Linked DNA regions of Mus musculus: region 1 is linked to region 2. The links are chromatin contacts, called in public promoter capture Hi-C maps. All regions are on one chromosome and are shown on one strand. Each heading gives the region's core, a stretch centred on a gene start, on an enhancer-like site or on the middle of the called end of the contact. The rest is flanking DNA. Distances are from core to core; before and after follow the strand shown. Region 1 holds the start of Slc35d1 (solute carrier family 35 (UDP-glucuronic acid/UDP-N-acetylgalactosamine dual transporter), member D1). Region 2 holds the start of Lepr (leptin receptor).

Evidence for each region. Promoter capture Hi-C pulls out the DNA fragments that hold promoters and counts their contacts.
Region 1: a contact with region 2 is called in a promoter capture Hi-C map of cranial neural crest. The contact joins the promoter of Slc35d1 here to the promoter of Lepr in region 2. A contact is called at or near these places in 2 of 39 promoter capture datasets (cranial neural crest and liver).

The regions. Positions count from the first base shown.
Region 1 is chr4:103,211,778-103,216,919 of GRCm38.p6, reverse strand. It overlaps Slc35d1 (solute carrier family 35 (UDP-glucuronic acid/UDP-N-acetylgalactosamine dual transporter), member D1), which reads left to right and starts at 1,744. Exons shown (of 12, transcript NM_001356276.1): 1 at 1,744-2,256; 2 at 2,828-2,861; 3 at 2,963-3,049; 4 at 3,688-3,755. The coding sequence starts at 2,054. Gm46864 (a long non-coding RNA gene) reads right to left here and starts at 1,977. Exons shown (of 3, transcript XR_001784379.1): 1 at 1,923-1,977.
Region 2 is chr4:101,715,758-101,721,344 of GRCm38.p6, reverse strand. It overlaps Lepr (leptin receptor), which reads right to left and starts at 3,439. Exons shown (of 19, transcript NM_146146.3): 1 at 3,407-3,439.

The sequences.
Region 1 (5,142 bases), core at 495-2,994, 1.5 Mb before region 2:
TCATGCTGCAGACACCAGCCTTCAGTTAGCACTTGCCCTCCTTTGTCCTTCTGTCTCTTCGGCTGTCCATAAGGCCCATGCTGTCCATGGACAGTGGTTTTCACCTCTCCAGGACCAGTGATCAAGGCACCATCTTAGAATCAGAGGGCTTAGGCCTTAACAGAGACACCCGATGGGGCGGTGCTTTTTGATTTTGCATTTCTTATTCTCCAAAACCATCCAGAATGTTTGTTCTCTATAAATGGTCCAGTCACGGGCAATATGTAATGGTAGCACGGACAGAGTAAGACATTCTCTAAAAGCAGTGCACGGGATGGGAAGGGCACAGAGGGAGAGGTCACTTTTTATAAGGCATGAAGGGGATCTCTGGAGACAGGCTCCCCAGAAAACAGGCACCGTTTTGCCCAATATAGAAGGAAAAGTAATAATTCAAGAAGAGATGAGGGAGGGGCATTGTGAAATGGAAGTGAAGAAAGAGAGATGTGAGCCTTGTTGTTGATTTAGCTACAACTCAGGAAAGGGGAAAAGCCAGGCATCTGGAGGTGCGGGCAAAGGAGGTTACCAACAGTCAAGGATGCCATGCTGGCTGCCAGGAATTCCAGTTCTGAGACACGGTACAGGGTGCATGTACCTTGAACACATTGTGTAACTGGCCTAAGCCAGTCACGGATGGGTAAATACTGTGCGATTGCTCATCTGTGTGATATACAGAATAGTCAGATTCACAGAGATTGACAGCACAACACAGGTTACTTGGTTTTGAGGAGGGGAGTAGAGAACAGGAAATGATTGCTTCGTTCCCACAAGAGTTTCCATCTGACACGGTGAATGTTTTGGGGAGGGTGCCTGGTGAGAGTTGCACATCCAAGGATTAAAACAATAAACTGATATTTTTACCACAGTTTAAAAAAAAAAAAAAAGACACTTAAGAAGATGGGAAGTTTGGGGGAATAATTCAAAACTTTCTAAAAGTAGGAATGTAACGTCCTTGCTTCAACAGGTATTCTTTGCTTGTGTGACTGCACTGTGTCAAGAAAACAGAACTGGCTTTACACAACAGAGGTCGTGAGATGAAGGTGCAGAGACCATCGAATCTGCCTAAGAGCACAGGGAATGTTTCAAACAGTCCTAAAACCGGAACAAAGCTTTAGGCTCCAAACACCTTGCACTTTTTACTATTCCAGGAGCGGCTTATTGCAACACTTTCCTCATCCTTGCCTTTTCTGGATATACCAGCTAAAACAAACAAGCAAAAAACAACAAAAAGAATTTCAGAAGCATGAGAGGTCTCACTTTGCAGAATGAAATCTTTGTTTACTGTTGAATCATGTTTGATACTTTGTGTGACCTTTGACCCCTCGGCAAGTGAGGCCAAAAAAAGAGCTTTCGGGATAACTGAGGATGCAACAGGGGCATCACTTCTCTGCCAGCCACACGTTAGAAAGGAGGGAGGTACTTCTAGGCCTGCAGCCCAGCTCCCGCAAAACCCCCATGCTCCCCGCAGGGGGACCCAGCGCGCCTTCGTGCGCAGGCGCAACTCTGTGCTCGCCAGCCCGGCTCAGTGGTCCCCCAGCAGTGTCCCGGCTGCTCCCGGAGCCCATGCCGGGTCCCCAGCCCCGCCGAGCCAGCCCCGGCCCTTCCCTGACCCCGCGAGGCACCATGCCAGGGCAAAGTCCCCGAGGGTGTGAACCCCAGTGTCCCAACCCCTGGGCGGGGACGGGCGGCGGCAGTGCGGGGAGCTGTGGGCAGCACAACCCGCGAAGCCCTGCCGCGAGCCGCCGGGTCCTTCCCGAGCCTCCGCCGCCACGCTAGGCCCGCAATCGCGGAGCCCCGGAGCTCAGGGCCCGCGCCCCGCACCGCCAGGCCCGCTCCCGCAGCCGGGGTCCCGCCACGCCAGGCCCGCGCTCCTCCGCGCCCCGCACCGCCAAGCCCGCTCGGCACCGCGCTCCGCACCGCCAGGCCCAGACCCCCGCCGCCGCGCCGCTCCGCCGCCCCGCTCGCTCGCAGGCCCGTTGCGGCAGCCACCGCCACCGCCGCCGGCGCCACCGCCGCCATGGCGGAAGTCCACAGACGTCAGCATGCTCCGGTTAAAGGAGAAGCCCCCGCGAAATCCTCCACACACAGAGATGAGGAGGAGCTGGGGATGGCGCCGGCCGAAACGCTAACGGTGTTCCTGAAGCTGCTGGCCGCCGGTTTCTACGGCGTGAGCTCCTTCCTCATCGTGGTGGTCAACAAGAGCGTGCTCACCAACTACAGGTGGCCGGGCTGGCGGGCGGCGGCTGCGGCGCGGCGGGCAGGGACGGGGGTTCGAGCCCACCCGGGGATACCCTCGGCCACGCTCCCCGCCGCACTGGCCAGGGCTGGGGGTGAAGGGGGAAGGCACAACGAGGCCGGTGCCCAGGGACTAGCGACCCGCGCGGCTGACAGCCCCGGGACCGGCGCGGCCGCACGCCCACGCGCCGTCGCCGCTGTCACTGAGACTCCGGGGCAGAAGTTTGTATGTGTGTGTCTTGTGTTTCCCCTCAAGAGTCATTTAAAAGATTTAAAACCGTTGACGAGGTCTCCGCGGCTTAACTTTCTGGAAAAATCCGTTGCAGGAAGCTGAAGGGAATTGTAAAAAAAAACAGGACAAGACCAGACAAGTGGTCGCCCTAGGCTACAAAATCTAAGATTTTTTTTTTAATTTTTTGTTTTTTATTGGAGGGGCAGGCATCGCTGTGGGTTGAATCAGAACGCATTTTAAGGCTGACAGTGTGGGAGTTGAATTCCCTGTGCTCTGAGGACGTTCTGGCCGTTTTTAACCCCCTTTTCTTTACCCCTTTTGTAGATTTCCATCCTCGCTATGTGTTGGACTTGGCCAGGTTAGTTGGAATCTCGGGCATCCCGTGGTCTGTGTTGTCAGAAGTTCTGTGTGTGTCTTTCTATGCAGAACAGTGCATCTGTGTGTGTTCTCTGTTTGCAGATGGTGGCCACGGTAGCGGTTCTCTGGGTGGGAAAGACACTCAGAGTAGTCAAGTTTCCTGACTTCGACAGAAATGTACCTCGAAAGGTAAACAAACGTGAGAAAGAAGGGATACTTTATTTTATAAAAAGGAGCCATTCTGTGGCTTAAGGGCGGAAAAAAAAATCAGCGTCTTGAATATTTAAAAATGCAGTCTAGCTCCCACCCTAGTCTCCGAGTGCATATAGCAAAGCTAGAGAAAACAGGCCACAGGGCACCCAAGACGACAACGTCTCTGGAAGATGAAGATAGAAAATCCTTCTCTTCATTAAGGAGTTTCTGGGAACAGATCTGCCCACTCTAGCCACGATCTTCTGCTTCCTTTATTCCCTATTTATTTATTTATTGGAGGTGGTGGTGTTGGGAGTGTTTTCTTTCATATTCTTTTCTATGATTCTGTGAGACTCCATGTGATGCCGAAATGTTTCTGTGTCTCAGACTCGTATAGTACCATATTTTCAAGCAACTGATGTTTCTGTCTCACATGGTTGATTATGTTCATATTTCCATCCCCTCTTCTTCCAAGGATAGTTAATGATGTTTGGAAGTTTAATGGGGGTCAGTCCTGTTTATGGGAGCTAATCTTATGTTTCAAGTGGAAAGAATTTGACTATATAAACAGAGCTGTTTCTCTTTGCTGTGAATGTCTTTATTATTGACATCCCTTGCCCTTTTCACTTTTCCAGACGTTTCCACTACCTCTACTATATTTTGGGAACCAAATCACGGGACTGTTCAGCACAAAGAAACTGAAGTATGGATAACTTTATTTTTCTAGTCTGGTTAAAATAATATGATTTTAAAGTTAAATACAAATGATGTTGTGTTAATGTATTATGTTTGAGTGTGGCAGGAATGGATGGGGGAGGGTGTGTGTGTGAGGGGGGAGGGCACAAAAACACCAGGACGTTTCCACTATCAAATAATGAAGACTGAACCCAAAGTTTTGGTTACAAGTTGTTTATTTAAAGTTAAGGAGTGAATTTTGTTCCCTGTCTCACATCTGACTTTGTTTGAAGTGTTCAAATATTATCAGTGGTGCAGTAGATTTTCAGTGTTTTGGGGGAACCTGCCACGGAGAAAGATTTGTGTCAGGTTTATAGGCTTTTTTTTCTCCCCCTGTAACACACCATGAAACCCAGACTGGCCTTGGGTTTGTGGTACTCCACTTGCCTGTGTCTCCAGAATGCTGCCCTGGTGTCTGGCTTGGGATTAATATAGTTCATAAACACTATATATTTGAAGTGTACTCCAGACAGCAAGTCGGATGATGGACCTTAGATTTCCCGCAGGTTCCCTTGTAACATGGAGTGGTTAAAGTTAGATGGAATCTTGACTCGAACATGATGACTTCATCATCAACTGTCACCTTGTAACTGGAAAGCCATTCACTTTAGAGAGACGCACAGTCTTGCACATCACCCTCTCATCTCCTAGTTCTTGACTTCTGACTTTGTAGTAGCGTATGTGTGGTAAATGCACGGGGAGGGGGGGGAGGGGTAGATTAGGTGAAACCTACATGAACGTATGACATGATTGTAAACGATGAGTGGGGTGTGTGTGTGTGTGAAGAGATGGCTTAAGAACACTGGCTGCTCTTCCCGAGGACCCAGGTTCAGTTCCCAGCATGTAGACCAGGCAGTTCATTGGAGATCCAACACTCTCTTCTGGCCTCTCCAGACCCTTTTGCTGGCATGCACATACCCATACATATGTATGGACAATTAAAATTTTTATTTCTAATTGAATTAATTAATTAATTAAAACAAAAACAAGCCACAGGCAAAGAAAATTTTGTTGTCTCTTTTTTTATTTTTATTTTTTTAAACCAAGAACTCTGGTAGAATGACCAGACTATCTCTGGGAGGAGTTGTTCCTAGGAAGTCGGATTTGTCACAGGGACACACGGAGGGAATTCTTTTCCATCACATTATGTATTAGGAAGCAAATGCAGGCCTACTGTAGAGTGCTGCTTATACAAAATTTACTTTTTAAAAATTCCATCCATCCATGCATTCACACTCTGTCTTTGATTGTCAGACAAATAGAAAGCATTCCAGAGCGAAGTAACTCTTACACTATAAGAGGCTGGGGGTTTGATTGGTGGAAGCAAACTGCTCTTAAGATTTAGAGGAACATCC
Region 2 (5,587 bases), core at 2,190-4,689:
ATTAGAGTCCCCTAGAACTAAGAGTTAGTGGATTGTGAGCTGTCCAATATGGGTGACAGGAACTGAACCACAGTCTTCTTGGAAGAGCAACAAGCAATCTTAGCTACTGAGCCATCTGCCCTGCCCCTACCATGTATTTTAAAAGGAAAACTTTTTAAAGAATAGATTAAAGAGAAAAAAAAAGGATACAAACAGACTAATAAATGGGCCCTTGGAATAATACAAGGATAAGGGCAGTCTGTAATGGCCACTGAAGTAAAAGAAATGATTGTGTTTTGGGTTTATTTCTAAAATAATGCAAAGCTTATTTATTTACACGTATATGTAGATATATATGAGCTATGATAGAATGTAAAGGATCAATGATGACTCCCTGGTTTAGGGCCTAAATAAGATGAGAGGGATGACAGACAGCATACCATGAAGATTCTATCTGGAACATGTTGAAATAGAATATATAGAAATGCCTACTAGACAGCCAAGAGGAAATGCTGAGCAGGAAGCTGGGGAAAGAGGTCCAAGGCTCAGAGCAGGAAGCCAAGACATGAACTGTCATGGTCTAAGTACTCAGTACACAGAGATCACATGGGATTTTCAAGAGTAGAGAATACAGAGCAAAGACTCTGAAGAGGGGACCACCAAAGCAGACAGAAGGGTGGAGCCTGGGAAAAAGAAATTTGGGAAGCACAAACCATGCCACCCTGGATATCAGGGAGAAGATGTGGCAGCCCGGCCGGGACAAGGCTGCCAGAATGGAATGAACACTGAGACCAAATGGCAAAGCTGATGTCATCAGAGACCTACCTGACAGTTCCCTAGGCCTTGAAGAACTTGGGCAGAGCATTCAAAACTGTATAGGAATGAGTTTAAGAGGGGGGGGGGAGTAAAAACACAGAGAGTATAAAAAGCTCATTAATAATATTTTGCTTTGAATGGAAGCGAAGAAAATAACAATATTACAGACACAATATATAGCCTAAATAATCTACAAAAAGATACATTCAACATTCATGATTTTTTTTTCTTTTAAAATAGGCAAAAACAAGGCTGGTGGTAAGGAAGAAGCAAGCACCGAGTCTGGACATCGTCATGTTATCTTTCTTAAATAATGAGTAGAAAAGCTTTGCTCTTATAATTGCCCATTGCAATGATTCGCTATTTGGCTTACCAGCCAATACAATCATCTTATGCATTTCTCCCTATAGTTGTCAGGGTTCAAATGTTAAAAACAGCTAAAGACTAAGATCATGGGTGTGAAAAGACAACAGATATTTTGCAGATATTACTTAAAAGAGCTGCAGGTGCCACTCACTCGGCAGAGTGCTTGCCTAGGAAGCCCTGGGTTTGATTCCCAGCACTACATACACCAGGTGGGCCAGACCTGCAATCCCAGCATCCAGGCAGCAGAGGCTCCAGAAACCCAAGGCCATCCTCCGCAACGAAATGAGTCTGAGATCAGCCTGAGCTACACATTGTTTGTTTGATGGTGTGGGTGTGTGCTTCAGAAGAAATATTCTGAACTGTAAAAGATCAAATCCAAATAGAAAACCCCAAAAGCATGTATGTGCAAAGTCTGGCCAGTAGGTGAACATTCGCACTTTTCTAATTTAATTAAAATTGGAATTTGTAAATCACATAAAATCTTAAGAATTTGAACTGAGCGTAAGCCTTCTCTTCATTTTTAACTCCACAGGACATATTTTTTAGTATGAGTGTTTGCCTCTAAGGATAAAAAAAAATGCAATACAGTATCTGCCAAAAGAATTCATTTATTTTGGCTTTTCCCCCCCTTATTTCCAAGACCTCCCACTTCACAAACACAAACCATTTGGTCCTGTATTAGTGATCTAAGGGCGAAGCAATGACTGTTTTTCCTCGATAAAGTCATAGGAGAGTAGAGCCCCACATTGCAAAAGAGAAAAGGGTCTCTGCCAAGCTCCACAGCTCCCCAAGCTGTGAATGAGCTGGCCTGGATCTAAGAGGCAGATGCCTGCAGTGTTCCCCTTGTTTTTCAAGCAAGCACCAGCAGGGTATCTGAGCTCTAAGGCTCCCTAGCTAATCAGCACAGGATCCACTTCAGTCTGCTCAGTTTCAAAGGAACCGAGCCTCTGCTTCAGGGGGTACTATGAGGACCACAGAGAAACTGGTCGACGTTCTTCCCAGCCAAAAGACAGAGAAAGAACTGAAAATAAGTTAAACTGTGTTCATAAAGGAGTACTTCAAAGTCCTTTTGCTTCTTAGATTGCACACAAAGCATTTGTGGGTGGTAAGACATTATTTCATTTTAGACCATAGCCAACAAAATTAGCTAAAAATGCTTCTATGCCTAGCCTAACTGGCAGTGTCTAAATCCCAAACAATTTTAAAAATACCAACAGTAAAATATTTTATGTGGTTAAAAAAAAAAAAAAAAGCTACTGTCTCCTTCTGTGCCCACATATGTCAAGGTGTTCTGTTTTTCAAAAATTAAGCAAAAAGTACACTGCCACGTTATAGTACTACTGTGTGTGTGTGTGTGTGTAGTACTAATTTCTGATTGATCTGTTTAGTTAACCTCTACTATTTTCTGGGATTCATTCCAAGATTATTAAACATATCACTGAAGTTGCTGTCTCTGTTATTGAGATTCATTTCAGAGACACTCTGAAGTGGTCTGGAAAACCACTTCTTAAACATTCTGCACACAACTTTATGCTAAGAAGCCACAAGTGCCACACAGTATTTGATGAGAAAGCTACAATTTTTGGCTTTCTACAATTTTTTTCTTCCAAATATACAATACAAAAAAAAAAAAAAAAGTACTGTGTGAAAGCCACAGGTTATTTATGTAGTTGCGGTACTTCTTTCTTCCTTTTTCTATTCAGTTTTTCAGTGTTGCAGACATTGGCTTAAAGGTAACATGACTCTTTTAGTGCCAGGTGATCTATTCTTGTATTAATTATATATTTCCAAATTCTTTACAAATGCTATGTTTTCCCTACCACTATTAACTGAAAAATCCTGAAAACATTGATTGTTAATGCACATAAAAACCCCAACCCAAGACCAATGGAGTCTTTTAGTTTCATGAAATTAGCAAGATTAGCAATTACAGAAGTCTAGATTTTTAATATGAGGCACACCTGAGGTATTATTAAAAAGCCCTCTGAAATGAATCCAACCCTCTAAATGTGATAGACAAGAAACCCATGGAGGTTAGGCTAAGCACACACCCCTGAAGATAAATCGGAAACCACAGCTGAACCCAGGTGCTATGTTTCTGGGTCCGGAGCGCTGTCGCTGCGCTTGCGTCACTGTCTGGATACACACAGACCCTTCAGGCCCCTCCGAAGAACTCCTCTGCAGGCAGGAGTCCACGAGTAGCGTCGCGCCCCGACACCCAGTGCCTTAGATGGCCTCAACATACCTGGATTTGCAGAACGATTCCTCGGTCGGGTCTGGTTTTTTCCTCACCGCTGCAAATCCTTTTAAAGGAGTGCTCCGGCTGGGGCTCCGCTTGGGGCTCCGCTTGGGGCTTTGGTTGGCCGGAGGGCTGGCTTTTCTATTTGTTTTGTTTCTAATTTGCTCGGGAAGGGGGAAGAGGGTGGGAAACTTAACCCGCCCCACAGCACATTTTTCTTCCTTGTGTCTTTCAAACCAACCCACCCTCTTTCCGCCTCCGGGACTTAAGGGGTTGATGTCGCAGCCCCGGGCAGTTTCCAAAGTAGTCAGAGGCCTGGAGAAGTTGCGTGGCTCTCCGCAGGTACCGCCCCAGTCTGCTGCCTGGTCCCCAAACGCCCTGCGTCCTGCGTTGCCTTGGGTGGCCTCGCGCCAGGGATTGAGGACTAAAAGAGTGTCCCACCTGTGTCCCGGAGTGGCGTAAAGCAGGGATGCCTGGGCTCTATGCTGCTGGCTCAGAAGGTGCCGACCACTCGTGCGCGGGCGCGACGCTGCGGGGCACTGGCCACTCAGGTGACTGCGCGGCGGGGACGCTGCGCGCGTGGCCGAGGAGCTTGGGCGAAGCTTTGAGGGCTGATTCTGTCCTCTCTGGCCTTTACAGCAGCAGGTGTGGGGTATGCTGCAGTAATAATCGCAAGGAAAGTGCCAAGTGGGAAAGAGAACCAGGAAAGACCCTTACCCCCTACCCCTCCAATAGGACAGTCAGGAGCTCCCTATCCCCTGATGTGCATCAGCCATCACCTCAGCCTTACTTGTCCCAAAGGGAAAGAGGGCATTCCTGCATCTAGTTGATTAATGAACACTTCGTTTTCCATCCTGGAACTCAATGACATTTGACGTAGCAGGTTACAAAATAGATAGATAGATAGATAGATAGATAGATAGATAGATAGATGGATGGATGGATGGAAAAAAATCTGTCCTTAGAGAGTCAGAATCCAAACTCAAAGTACATTTGTTGCTCTCTGCTCAAAATGTGACTCACTCATCTGCTTACTTCCTATGTCTGTTTATTGAGGACTTGATGTATTACATTATTCTCTTTGAACTTGAGGAAGGAGGACATAAGCATTTATAAAATTCCCAGCTGTACAGTAGATCTGAAAGAGAAACAGTAAAGATGAAAGTGAGTAGAGATATTTAGACTGGGTAAATCCTCAGTTACAAGCAAAGGTCTCTCAAGGTTAATTTGACCATCGTTCTCCTAGGAAGGCCATCAAAAAACGGGCTCTACAAGTGAATTGCCTGAATTAACCCAGCCACCACAGGACTGAGAGCATAGCTCCTATCCCATGAGATGAGCCATTACAGAAACTGCCACCCCACCCCACAGGCATGGCCTTTCAGTGACACTGTTCTGACAAGTGGTGGCCCTGAGATCATATGTTAAAGCCACTTCATTCAGAAATGCCACTACTACCGCATAAAAGATTTCATGGGCATCTGGGGTAGGCAACATTAACCTAGAAATGCTAAGCTTTGGTGGAGGGGGTAAAGAGAAGCAAAGCAAGAGGATATGTGTATGCAAGTGCCATGAGGGAATCATGACTTTATATACTTGCTAGGAAAAAGAAAAGAAAAAGAAAAGAAAAGAAAGGAGAGAAAAAGAAGAGAAAGGAAAAGAAAGGAAAGGAAAAGAAAAGAGAAAAAAGAAAAGAAAACCTGTGCATTATAGAAAATGACTGCCTCAAGGAAAAGTGCAGACCTCAAATTCTCCATTTCTGTTGGAGTCCCAAGCATTGCTTGGAGGCTAACCACAGCCATCAAGCCATCACTTTTGGCAAAGTGTACCCCACCTACATATCCCCCACCTAGACACATTTCTGCACTATGACACAGCATGGAGTGTCCACTTCGCCCCAGGCTTTGAGTCAGTCGCTCCACATATCGTGTGCATGCTAATTAACCGGGCACCTTTGAGGCTCAATCCTGCTGGCGTTTTAGCTCAGCTGTGGTAAAGGATTACGAAGGAGTAAATGGTTAAGAAGACATCACAACCAATCTGTTAAGAACTGTCACCACACTGAAAACCATCTCTATAATGAGACAGAATTTACCAGAGCAAAACAGATTAACACCCTGACTCACTCCATATTTTTGGAGGGAAAGGGGGGAAAAATCCCTAAAAGGAAATGTAGTGTAAAAAATA